Regions from separate parts of the Macaca mulatta genome. Here region 1 is linked to region 2. A link is a contact called in public Hi-C data. All regions are on one chromosome and are shown on one strand. Each heading gives the region's core, a stretch centred on a gene start, on an enhancer-like site or on the middle of the called end of the contact. The rest is flanking DNA. Distances are from core to core; before and after follow the strand shown. Region 1 holds the start of TMA7 (translation machinery associated 7 homolog). Region 2 holds the start of CDC25A (cell division cycle 25A).

What was found. Hi-C and Micro-C count contacts between places; a contact is called where the count stands out from the background.
Region 1: a Hi-C map of fetal cortex germinal zone shows a contact between it and region 2, with 3 times the contacts expected there. The contact joins the promoter of TMA7 here to the promoter of CDC25A in region 2. A contact is called at or near these places in 5 of 14 Hi-C or Micro-C datasets (CD4 T cells, blood, fetal cortex germinal zone and 2 more).

What each region holds. Positions count from the first base shown.
Region 1 is chr2:111,844,925-111,849,670 of T2T-MMU8v2.0, reverse strand. TMA7 (translation machinery associated 7 homolog) reads right to left here and starts at 2,140. Exons shown (of 4, transcript NM_001193367.1): 1 at 2,110-2,140; 2 at 1,955-2,010; 3 at 1,785-1,872. The coding sequence starts at 2,125. The region is part of intron 1 of TREX1 (three prime repair exonuclease 1); the gene reads right to left. It overlaps CCDC51 (coiled-coil domain containing 51), which reads left to right and starts at 2,273. Exons shown (of 3, transcript XM_028844086.2): 1 at 2,273-2,327.
Region 2 is chr2:111,567,474-111,572,898 of T2T-MMU8v2.0, reverse strand. It overlaps CDC25A (cell division cycle 25A), which reads left to right and starts at 3,872. Exons shown (of 15, transcript XM_077992526.1): 1 at 3,872-4,660; 2 at 4,815-5,245. The coding sequence starts at 5,076.

The DNA.
Region 1 (4,746 bases), core at 891-3,390, 280 kb before region 2:
AAAGAAGATCCAAAGGGGCCTGACAAACCTTAAAAAAAAAATATTAGATGATGCTCAATGACAAACAACTAGCATAGAGTTACACTAAGGACTGATCTTTTCCCTATACACAATCACAGATTAAAAGAGGGTGCAAGATACCTTTTTTTTTTTTTTTTTTTTTTGAGATAGGATCTCACTCTGTCTCCCAGGCTGGAATACAGTGGCGTGATCCCAGCTCACTGCAGCCTGAACTCCTGTGCTCAAATAATCCTCTTACCTTTAACTCCTGTGCTTAAATGAGGCTGCCTCAGCCTTTTAAATAGCTGGGATTACAGGAAATGAGCCACCACCACCACGCTCAGCTAATTTTAAAATTTTTCTGTAGACAGGGTCTCCATTTGATGCTGTGAACTCCTAGCCTTAAACAATCCTCCTGCTTAGGCCTCCCAAAGCACTAGGATTATGGTCGTCAGCCACTGTGCCTGGCCCCTTACACCATTCTGAAAAGGAATCTCAAGAACTAGAATCTCAGTGCTGGGTAGGTAAAGAATAATGGATCAAACCCACTGGGAGAGAGGTCTTGAGAAGCCCCGGATGACACTCCCACCATCCTTGTCTCCATCATGCCTAGTGTGGCTCACAGTGCTCAAATAGGGCATAAACAACTGTGGAGAAAATAATCACTAGTTGGATGAATGTAAAATAACGCTTAAGATGCACATAAAGTACTAGAACTGCTGGGCCTGAAAAATCTTTTGAAATGTAATGAATTCCTCCTACATAAAAGATGTAAAAAGGTGGAGGATTCAGTTAGAAAAGCATATGGAGCAACAGCACACTGAAGAGCCTGGACTTTATCTTTTAGTCTAGGCACACCCAGAAGTAAAAAGACTCAGAAAGCAAAAGCATAGAGATAATATGAGTACCAAAAAAAAAAAGGGTGGCCGGGCGCTTTGGCTCAGGTTTGTAATCCGAGCACTTTGGGAGGCCCAGGCGGGTGGATCACCTGAGGTCAGGAGTTGAGACCAGCTTGGCCAACATGGTGAAACTCCGTCTCTACAATAAATACGAAAAAAATTAGGCGCGGTGGTTCACGCCTGCAATCCCAGCATTTGGGAGGCCGAGGCGGGTGGATCACGAGGTCAGGAGTTCAAGACCCGCCTGGCCAAGATGGTGAAACCCTCTCTCTACTAAAAGTACAAAAATTAGCCGAACTCCGTCTCAAAAAAAAAAAAAAAAGAGAAAAATTAGCCAGACGTGGTGGCAGCCGCCTGTACGCCCAGCTACTTGGGAGGATGAGGTAGGAGAATCGCTTGAACCAGGAAGGCGGAGGCTGCAGTGAGCCGCGATCGCGCCGCTGCATTCCAACCTGGGAGACAGAGTGAGCCTGTCTCAAAAAAACAAAACAAAACAAAAAACACACAGAAAAACTTCGAAGTCAAGTAACGTTCAAACACTAAGAAGGCAGTAAAATACGAATTTGGGGCAAGAGATTGCGGAAGACACTGAGAAACTTAACTGTATGAATCTGCGTCTGAGGTAAATACATTTCAATGTTTCCGTTTCTGCATTCCCTAAGGAATGGAAGTCCAGACTGCCTGGGAGGCAGGAGACTTCGTTTCCAGCTCCCGGCCCTTACTGCTGCTGCAAATCCGAGACTGGCTAAGGACCATCCGCTACAGCGGACGTCGGAAAACGAGACCTCGCAGTTCAGTAGGCAGGAAAAAGGCATGTCCGCGCCCTCATCCCAACAGACGCTCATAGCGTTTGGCCAGCTTGAGCTACATTCAGCCCCCACTTACCCAAGGGCCCCTTCCCCGCGGCCTTCGCTTTTAGCTCCTCGAGTTTCTTCTGCTCCTCTTTTTGTTTCTGCTTGAAAGCCTTATCTTCCTGGGGAGAGGCAAAGGGGGTTCAACTCAGGCCTGTTTCCCAGGCCCTCCGCACCCGCCCGTGTCTCCGCGCCCGCCCTCACCTCGTCCATCTCCTTGGCCTGCTTCTTAGGCTGTTTCAGTGGCTTCTTCTTGCCCCCTGTGGGCGACACGAACACGTTCGGCCTGCCCCTGCCGCCCGGTCCCCGCCCCGCCGTCCCCGCAGTCCTCACAGTCCTCACCGTCCCGCAACACTTACCTTCGCGGCCGGACATCGCGCCTTGCGCCCCTTCCCCAGACCCTGCCACCGGAAACGGCGCGTCTTCCCCCACCCTCTGTCGTAGACAGCGGGGCGGCCCCCCTGATTGGCTCCTAGTCAGGAAGTTGAACTCTCGCTACCGGATGCGGCGCTCCAGGGGCGGGGACTAACAGGTCAGAGGTCAACTGAGTGGCAGACGCTAGGTCCGGCCGCGCCAGGTACGAGGAACTAGGGTCGTCCTGCCAGGGTAGAATCCGGAACCGTAAGAGGGGTACTTAATCGGAAGGCCCCCCAGGCCTGTGGCCGTGCGCGGGAAGAGCACTTCAGGTACACAGCAGGGCATGTGCATGTGCAAAGGCCTTGAAGCTCGGCGCGTTCTTGGAACCGAGGAAAGCACAGCTTGGGTGGAGGTAGAGTAGGCTGGGAGATGGCAGAAGTGGGAGGGAGTTATATCACATGGTCCTATAGCTTTGAAAACCCCTGTAAGGAGTTTGTTTTATAATATAGTCAGGGGTGCAGCAGTTTGCGAATTCTGTTTATTCATCTATGAAAATGGTCTAAAAAATTTATTTTGGTCATGGCCATACAACTCTGTGAATATGCTAAAACCACTGAATTGTACACATTGCGTGAATTATATGGTATGCAAGTTATTGCGTGAATTATATGGTATGCAAGTTATATATCAATAAAGCTTTTTTTCCCCCCCCGAGATGGAGCCTTGCTCTTGTCGCCCAGGCTGGAGTGCAATGGCACGATCACTTCAACCTCTGCTTCCTGGGTTCAAGCGATTCTCCTGTCTCAGCCTCCCCAGTAGCTGGGATTACAGGTGCCTACCACCATGCCCGGAAAATTTTTGTATTTTTAGTAGAGACGGGGTTTCGCCTCCCCAGTAGCTGGGATTACAGATGCCCGCCACCATGCCTGGAAAATTTGTGGTAGAGACGGGGTTTTGCCATATTGGCCAGGCTGGTCTCGAACTCCTGACCTCATGATCCTCCTGCCTAAGCCTCCCAAAGTGTTAGGATTACAGGCGTGAGCCACCGCGCCTGGCCAAAGCTCTTAATTTTTTAAGTAACGGTGCTGAGTGCTGGGATGCTACAGTGTCCAAAGATTAGGCAGATGAATACATTTTTTGCTGGGTATGTACTATATGTAGGTACCAAGCTGAAATTCTAGTGAGTGAGACAGACTATAACCAAAGCAAATAAATGAGATACATATTGTAGGTCATGTGATAGGTGCATGGAAAAAATAAAGTGTAGACAGTGGGTCAGGAGTGCTAGGGTGGGAGTGGGATCGCCATATCTGATAGGGTGTGTGTAGACCTCCCAAGGGGCTACTAGTTGAGCAGGACTTGAAGAAGGTGAGGGAGCAAGCAGCACTGATAGCAGCTGTCATGAAGGCCCTGAGCTGGGGACAACCTGGTGCGCTCCAGCAACTTCAAGAAGATCCATGTGCTTGGAGTGGAGTGAGGAAAGGGAGACTAGTGGGAGATGAGGTCAGAGGAATGAGAGCCAGTGGGTAGGTTCCCTGTAGGCCATGGAAAAGACAGGCTTTTACCTTGAGAGAAGTGGGGAACCGTTGTAGGGGTTGAGCAGAGAGACATGGTCCCACCTGTGTTTGGAAAGGAACATTGACTCTGCTGACAATAAATTGCAGTGACTGGAATAGAAGCAGGGTGACGTCTGTCAGGAGGCTCTTGGGATAGTCCAGGCTAGAGATGTGATGTAGGTCATTGGGACCATTTGGTAGCAGTGGCAGAGGTGAGAAGAGGAGGGATCCTGGATTTGGAAAGCCAGTGGCATTTGCTGATAGATGGATGTGAGGTGGGAGAGAAATGAGGAATCAGGGGTGATGCGAGGTTGTTGGTCTGAATACTTGAACCTGGTATTGCTGTCATCCATGTTGGAGAAGGCTATGGGAAAAACAGGTTTGGGAGGGGAAGATGAGATCTCCATTAGATTTTCAGGCAGACGGGCCGGGCGTGGTGACTCCTGCCTGTAATCCCAGCACTTTGGGAGGCTGAGGTGGGTGGATCACGAGGTCAGGGATTCGAGACCAGCCTGACCAACATGGTGAAACCCCGTCTCTACTAAAAATATAAAAATTAGCTGGGCATGGTGGGGTGCCTGTAATCCCAGCTACTCAGGAGGCTGAGGCAGGAGAATTGCTTGAACCCGGGAGGTGGAGGTTGCAGTGAGCCGAGATTGCGCCACTGCACTCCAGCCTGGGCGACAGAGCAAGACTCCGTCTCAAAAAAAAAAAAAAAAAAAAGATTTTCAGGCAGAGATACAGGTTGGGAAGTTTGATAAATGAGCCAAGAACCCTGTGGAGAGAGGTATAGGCTGGAGAAGTCAAGAGTATAATTTTTTTTTTTTTAAAACAACTTTATTGATGTATAACTTGCATACCATACAATTCATGCAATGTGTGCAATTCAGTGGTTTTATTATATTCACAGAGTTGTATGGCCTTCACTAAAATAAATTTTTTAGACCATTTTCATAGATGATTTTTAAAACCACAGGACTGGATAAGAGAGGAGTCTGAGTGCTGAGCGCTGGGGTGCTGCATATTCCAGAGGTTAGGCAGATGAGTGGGCACTGGAAACCAAGTGAAACGGCATGTGAAGGA
Region 2 (5,425 bases), core at 2,623-5,122:
CTGCCTCAGCCTCCTGAGTAGCTGGGATTACAGTTGCACACCACCATGCCTGGCTAATTTTTGTATTTTTAGTAGAGATGGAGTTTCTTTTATTTATTTATTTATTTATTTATTTATTTATTTATTTATTGAGAGGGAGTCTCACACTGTCGCCCAGGCTGGAATGCAGTGGCGCCATCTCCACTCACATCAACCTCCCCCCTCCAAGGTTCAAGTGATTCTCCTACCTCAGCCTCCCAAGTAGCTGGGATTACAGGTGCCCACAACCACGCCCCACTAATTTTTTGTATTTTTAGTAGAGATGGAGTTTCACTATGTTGGCCAGGCTGGTCTTGAACTCCTGACCTATGATCCACCTGTCTCGGCCTCCCAAAGTGCTGGGATTACAGGCGTGAGCCACCATGCCCAGCTGAGATGGGGTTTCACCATGTTGGCCAGGCTGGTTTTGACCTCCTGACCTCGGCCTTCCAAAGTGCTGGGATTACAGGCATGAGTCATTGTGCCTGGCCAGGAGTTTTACTGTGAAGGGAAGGAATGAATATAGTTGGAGGGGAAAGTGGCATCAAGGAAAGACTTTTTGTCACTAATAATAAATATTTCATTGAAATACACTATTCATATGGAACAGCCAACAAATCTTGAGTGTGTAGCTCAGTGAATTTCCACAAGGTGAACACACTGAAGTAATCAGCACCCAGATCCAGAAACAGAAAGTGGCCAGGCGCAGTGGCTCACGCATATAATCGTAACACTTTGGGAGTCCCAGACGGAAGGATCGCTTGAGCTCGAGGGTTTGAGACCAGCCTGGGCATCACAATTAGACTCCCATCTCTAAAATTAATTTTTTTTTCCCGAGACAGAGTCTTGCTGTGCTGCCCAGGCTGGAGTGCAATGGCATCATCTCTGCTCACTGTAACCTCTGCCTCCTGGGTTCAAGCGATTCTCCTGCCTCAGCCTCCCAAGTAGCTGGGATTACAGGCGTTCACCACCATGCCTGGCTAATTTTTTGTATTTTTAGTAGAGATGGAGTTTCACCATGTTGGCCACGCTAGTCTCGCACTCCTTACCTCATGATCCACCCACCTTGGCTTCCCAAGGTGCTGGGATTACAGGTGTGAGCCACCATGCCCAGCAAAATAAAATTTTTAATTAGCTAGGTTTACGGGTGCATGCCTGGTTCAGGCTACTCAGGAAGCTGAGGTGGGAGGATCACTTGAACCTGGAAGTTCTGTAGTGAGCCATGATCATGTCACTGCACTCCAGCCTGGGCCACAGAGCAAGACTCTGTCTCAAAAAGTGAAAAATGAATAAGAAACAGAATATGACCAGTTGCCAATATCCCCTTCATGGCCCCTTGCAATCACCACCATCTTTCTGAAAGGTAACTAGTACTATAACTAACTTTTTTTTTTTTTTTTTGAAACGGAGTCTCGCCCTGTCACCCAGGCTGGAGTGCAGTGGCTCAATCTTGGTTCACTGCAACCTCCACCTCCTGGGTTCAAGCAATTCTCATGCCTCAGCCTCCATAGTAGCTGGAATTACAGTTGTGTGCCACCACGCATGGCTAAATTTTGTGTATGTAGTGTGTGTGTATATATATGTGTGTGTATTATATATGTATATACGCGCACACACGTGTGTGGGGGTGTGTGTGTGTGTGTGTGTGTGTATATATATATATATTTTTTTTTTTAGTAGAGACTGGGTTTCACCATGTTGGCCAGGCTGGTCTCGAATTCCTGGCCTCAAGTGATCTGCCTGCCTCAGCCTCCCAAAGTGCTGGGATTACAGGTGTGAGCCAGACCTAAACAGCATGTTCTCTTCTGTGTCTTCCTTCTTATGTTTGACATTGATGTGAGATTCACTCCTACTGTGGGTAGTGCTTCTGTCCTTTTCATCACTGTATAAAATAACTTTGTTCTATTTACTGATTTAATTGTTGATGGGCATTAGGGTTGCTTTCTGTTTGGGGCTACAATGATTAACATGGCCATGAATATTTGTGCACGTGCATTTTGGCACATTTGAACTGTACTGTAGCTTCTGTGCCAACTTTTCCCTTCCCACAGCCTTCTGTGGCCACCTCCTCACCTTCCCACGATTTCCATGGTTGCCCATGACCTCCTTCTGGCCACCTTCAGTGACTCTCCTCGGTGCACCTCTGAACTATGGACTTAGCTGCTCCCTTGTGGTTTCTTTCTCAGCCCCAGCTTTGTGGTCCTGTCCCACTACATGAAGTCCTCAATGCTAGTGCTCCCCAGATCCAGGGTCCTAAAAACCCTTTGTACATCCTCAGTGGGCATTACCATCTTCATGCTAATCAACACCAAATCTGTCTCCTGACTACACCCCCTAGCCAGGCCACCAGCACAAAACTGAGCTCATCAAATTCCTCCAAGAATTATGTCTCCAGTTGTTGAAATGTTACATCCACCCAGGTACTTGAATCATTACCTAAGAATCATTCTAGCCTCCTCCCTTCCCTCTAGCCCCCTACAATCTTAACTCTCAATTATCAAAATCTGATGAGATCTACCTCCTTCAGGGCTCCCAGGGTCATTCCTTTCCTTCGGTCTCTGAGCCCCCACCTTGCTTCAGAATCTCCCAGACTTTTGGGACAGCCAAAAGTCCTTGTTCCTCAGGCCTCTCCACTCTCCTCCACTGATCCACCCTAAAGCAAATCTGATCCGGTTATCACATACCCTCCACACCCTCCACTGTCCACAGGATAAGACCAAACTCTTCAGCAAAGTCCAATCCTTTCAAGAACTGTCCCTCACAGCCACTCCCATGTGCCCATTCTAGAACCGACTGGATCAACGCAGGAGTAGTTCCCGGCAAGTACAGCGCTCCTCCTCACCTCCTGGCTGCTGAGGACCCTTTCCTTAGAAAGCACTTCCCCCCAGCTCCAAGCTCCCCTTCTCCAGCAACCTTCACCTTCGGCTTTAATCTCCTTTGGGACGTGCCCCCCACTGTACTGCCTTCCCCAGTCTCCGCCCCTCCTCTCGGTGCCCACCGGCCCTCCGTGAACCACAGCTATTGTCATGGTAATAATTTCATTATTAGAAGGAGCTTTAAGCTCAGTGGACCAGAGCTCCCTGAGGGCAAGGGATTGTGGCATTATTTCAAGCACTGAATTTGTTCTAGTAATCCCTGAATAAACATATGTTGGATGAATGAATGCGGTAACAGGAATGTTGAGCCAAGTATTAAACCACACAAAACACAGGAGGAGAGGAAAGTATTCAGAGATACGACAGGGAGAACTATTTGAAACAGTTCACAGACCCTGTGAACTGTGCAGAGAGGCCTAAATAGCCTGGGGCTTCTGGAGGGAAGGGAGGTTCCTGGGTGGTGGAGCACTGGTGCACAGAAAAGCAGATGAATCCTGAGAGGGAGATTCCCCACTGTGAAGGGTCTGGTGTTGGGGCCAAAGGCTGGGGGCTTCCACCTGTCCATCATGGCTTTTCAAACTGTAGGGTTTTTTTTTTTTTTTTTTTGGAGATAGGGGGCAGGGGGGTGTCTCACTTTGTTGCCCAGGCTGGTCTCAAATTCGTGGGCTCAGGCAATCCTCCCACCTCGCCCTCCCAAAGTGCTGGGATTATAGACGTGAACCACTATGCTCAGCAGTAGGTTGCAATTAAATCATGCACTTATGGCTCTCAAAATCGTTCTAGGAACTGCCACAGGTGCAGGGGCTATAAAAGTAAATACGCCCACTTAGAAAATGGGGATAATTCTATGTCACAGAGTTGTAAAGATTACATGAATTAATACAGATTAACACACTGGGAACAGCGTCAAGTGCATAAGCACTATGTAAACTTTAGCTATTATTTGCTATTATTGTATTTGCTGTTATTGCTCTCTAGGTGCTCCCAGGGGGCTAAGAAGTCGTGGGAAGAAAGAAATGATTCTAAGAGAATCCAGTAAGGGCTAGAATGGAAGTGAGCAAACAATGCTGAGGCCCACAGCACATGTTGTACTGCGGGGTTCAAATCCCATAAGGCCAGCAGCACCCGGGGTCTGTGAGCCCTCCAGAGTTGGGCCCTGGTGGTCGAGTCCAGTCCTGGGGGTCATTCCATTCCCTCCCTCATTATAAATTGGGGCCTGAAGGCCCGGGGCGGAAGAAAGGGGTCCACAATACTGCACGGTTAGAGGCCGAGCCAAGGCTGGATCCGGCCAGACCTCCACAGCTCTTCCTTAGCCTCCACATTCCCTCAGGGTGTGGGGCGCCAGGTTGGGGGCGAGGTAGTGGAGGCCCAACGGAGGCCGAAGCTAACTGGACGGCGCCTCGCGATGAGAACTACGCTTCCCAGCATGCGACGGGGCAAGGGGGCCTTTCAGCCGCGAGCAGTGTCTCGCAGGGTCTGCTGGGAGTTTTCATTGACCTCTGATCCCCCCGCTCATTTTGATCCGCGCTAGTCCACTCTAGGCTCCGCCCCCTTCTGAGAGCGGATGACCTGGCAGAGTCCCGCGAGCCGCTTCCTTCTTCCCCTCTCATTGGCCCAGCCTAGCTGCCATTCGGTTGCGAGGAGGAGAAGTTGCTTACTGATTGGTGGATTCCGTTTGGCGCCAACTAGGAAAGGGGGGCGGGGCAGCAGCGGCCCCCACTGAGCTGCTATTACCGCGAAAGGCCAGATTGGCTGCGACAGCCTGGGTAAGAGGTGGAGGTCGGCTCGGTTTTCTGCTACCCAGAGCTGGGCAAGCGGGTGGGAGAACAGCGAAGACAGCTTGAGTCTGGGCCGTTGCCTCGAGGCTCTCGCCCGCCTTCTCTCGCTGACCCGCCGCGTTTGTTTGGATTTAATCTTCAGGTTGCCGGCGCCCGCCCGCCCGCTGGCCTCGCGGTGTGAGAGGGAAGCACCCGTGCCTGTGGCTGGCGCCTGGAGGGTCCGCACACCCGCCCGGCCGCGCCGCTTGCCCGCGGCAGCCGCGTCCCTGAACCGCGGAGTCGTGTTTGTGTTTGACCCGCGGGCGCCGGTGGCGCGCGGCCGAGGCCGGTGTGTGCGGGGCGGGGCGGTCGCGGCGGAGGCGGAGGAAGAGGGAGCTGGAGATCTGCGAGGCCGGGCGCCGCCATGGAACTGGGCCCGGAGCCCCCGCACCGCCGCCGCCTGCTCTTCGCCTGCAGCCCCCCTCCCGCGCCGCAGCCCGTCGTGAAGGCGCTATTTGGCGCGCCAGCCGCCGGGGGACTGTCGCCTGTCACTAACCTGACCGTCACTATGGACCAGCTGCAGGGGCTGGGCAGGTGAGGAGAGACCGGCGGGCGGTGTCCCAGGCCTCTGGCCTCGGCGTCGGCCTCGGGGAGATCAGGCCAAGAAACGGACCGGGAGAAGGGCGAGACCCTTCCGTCCGGGTTCGCCGCTCGGGGACCAGCCGGGCTAGGGCCCGCCATGTGCACCCCCGCCCGGGCGGAATGTTGGGCGGG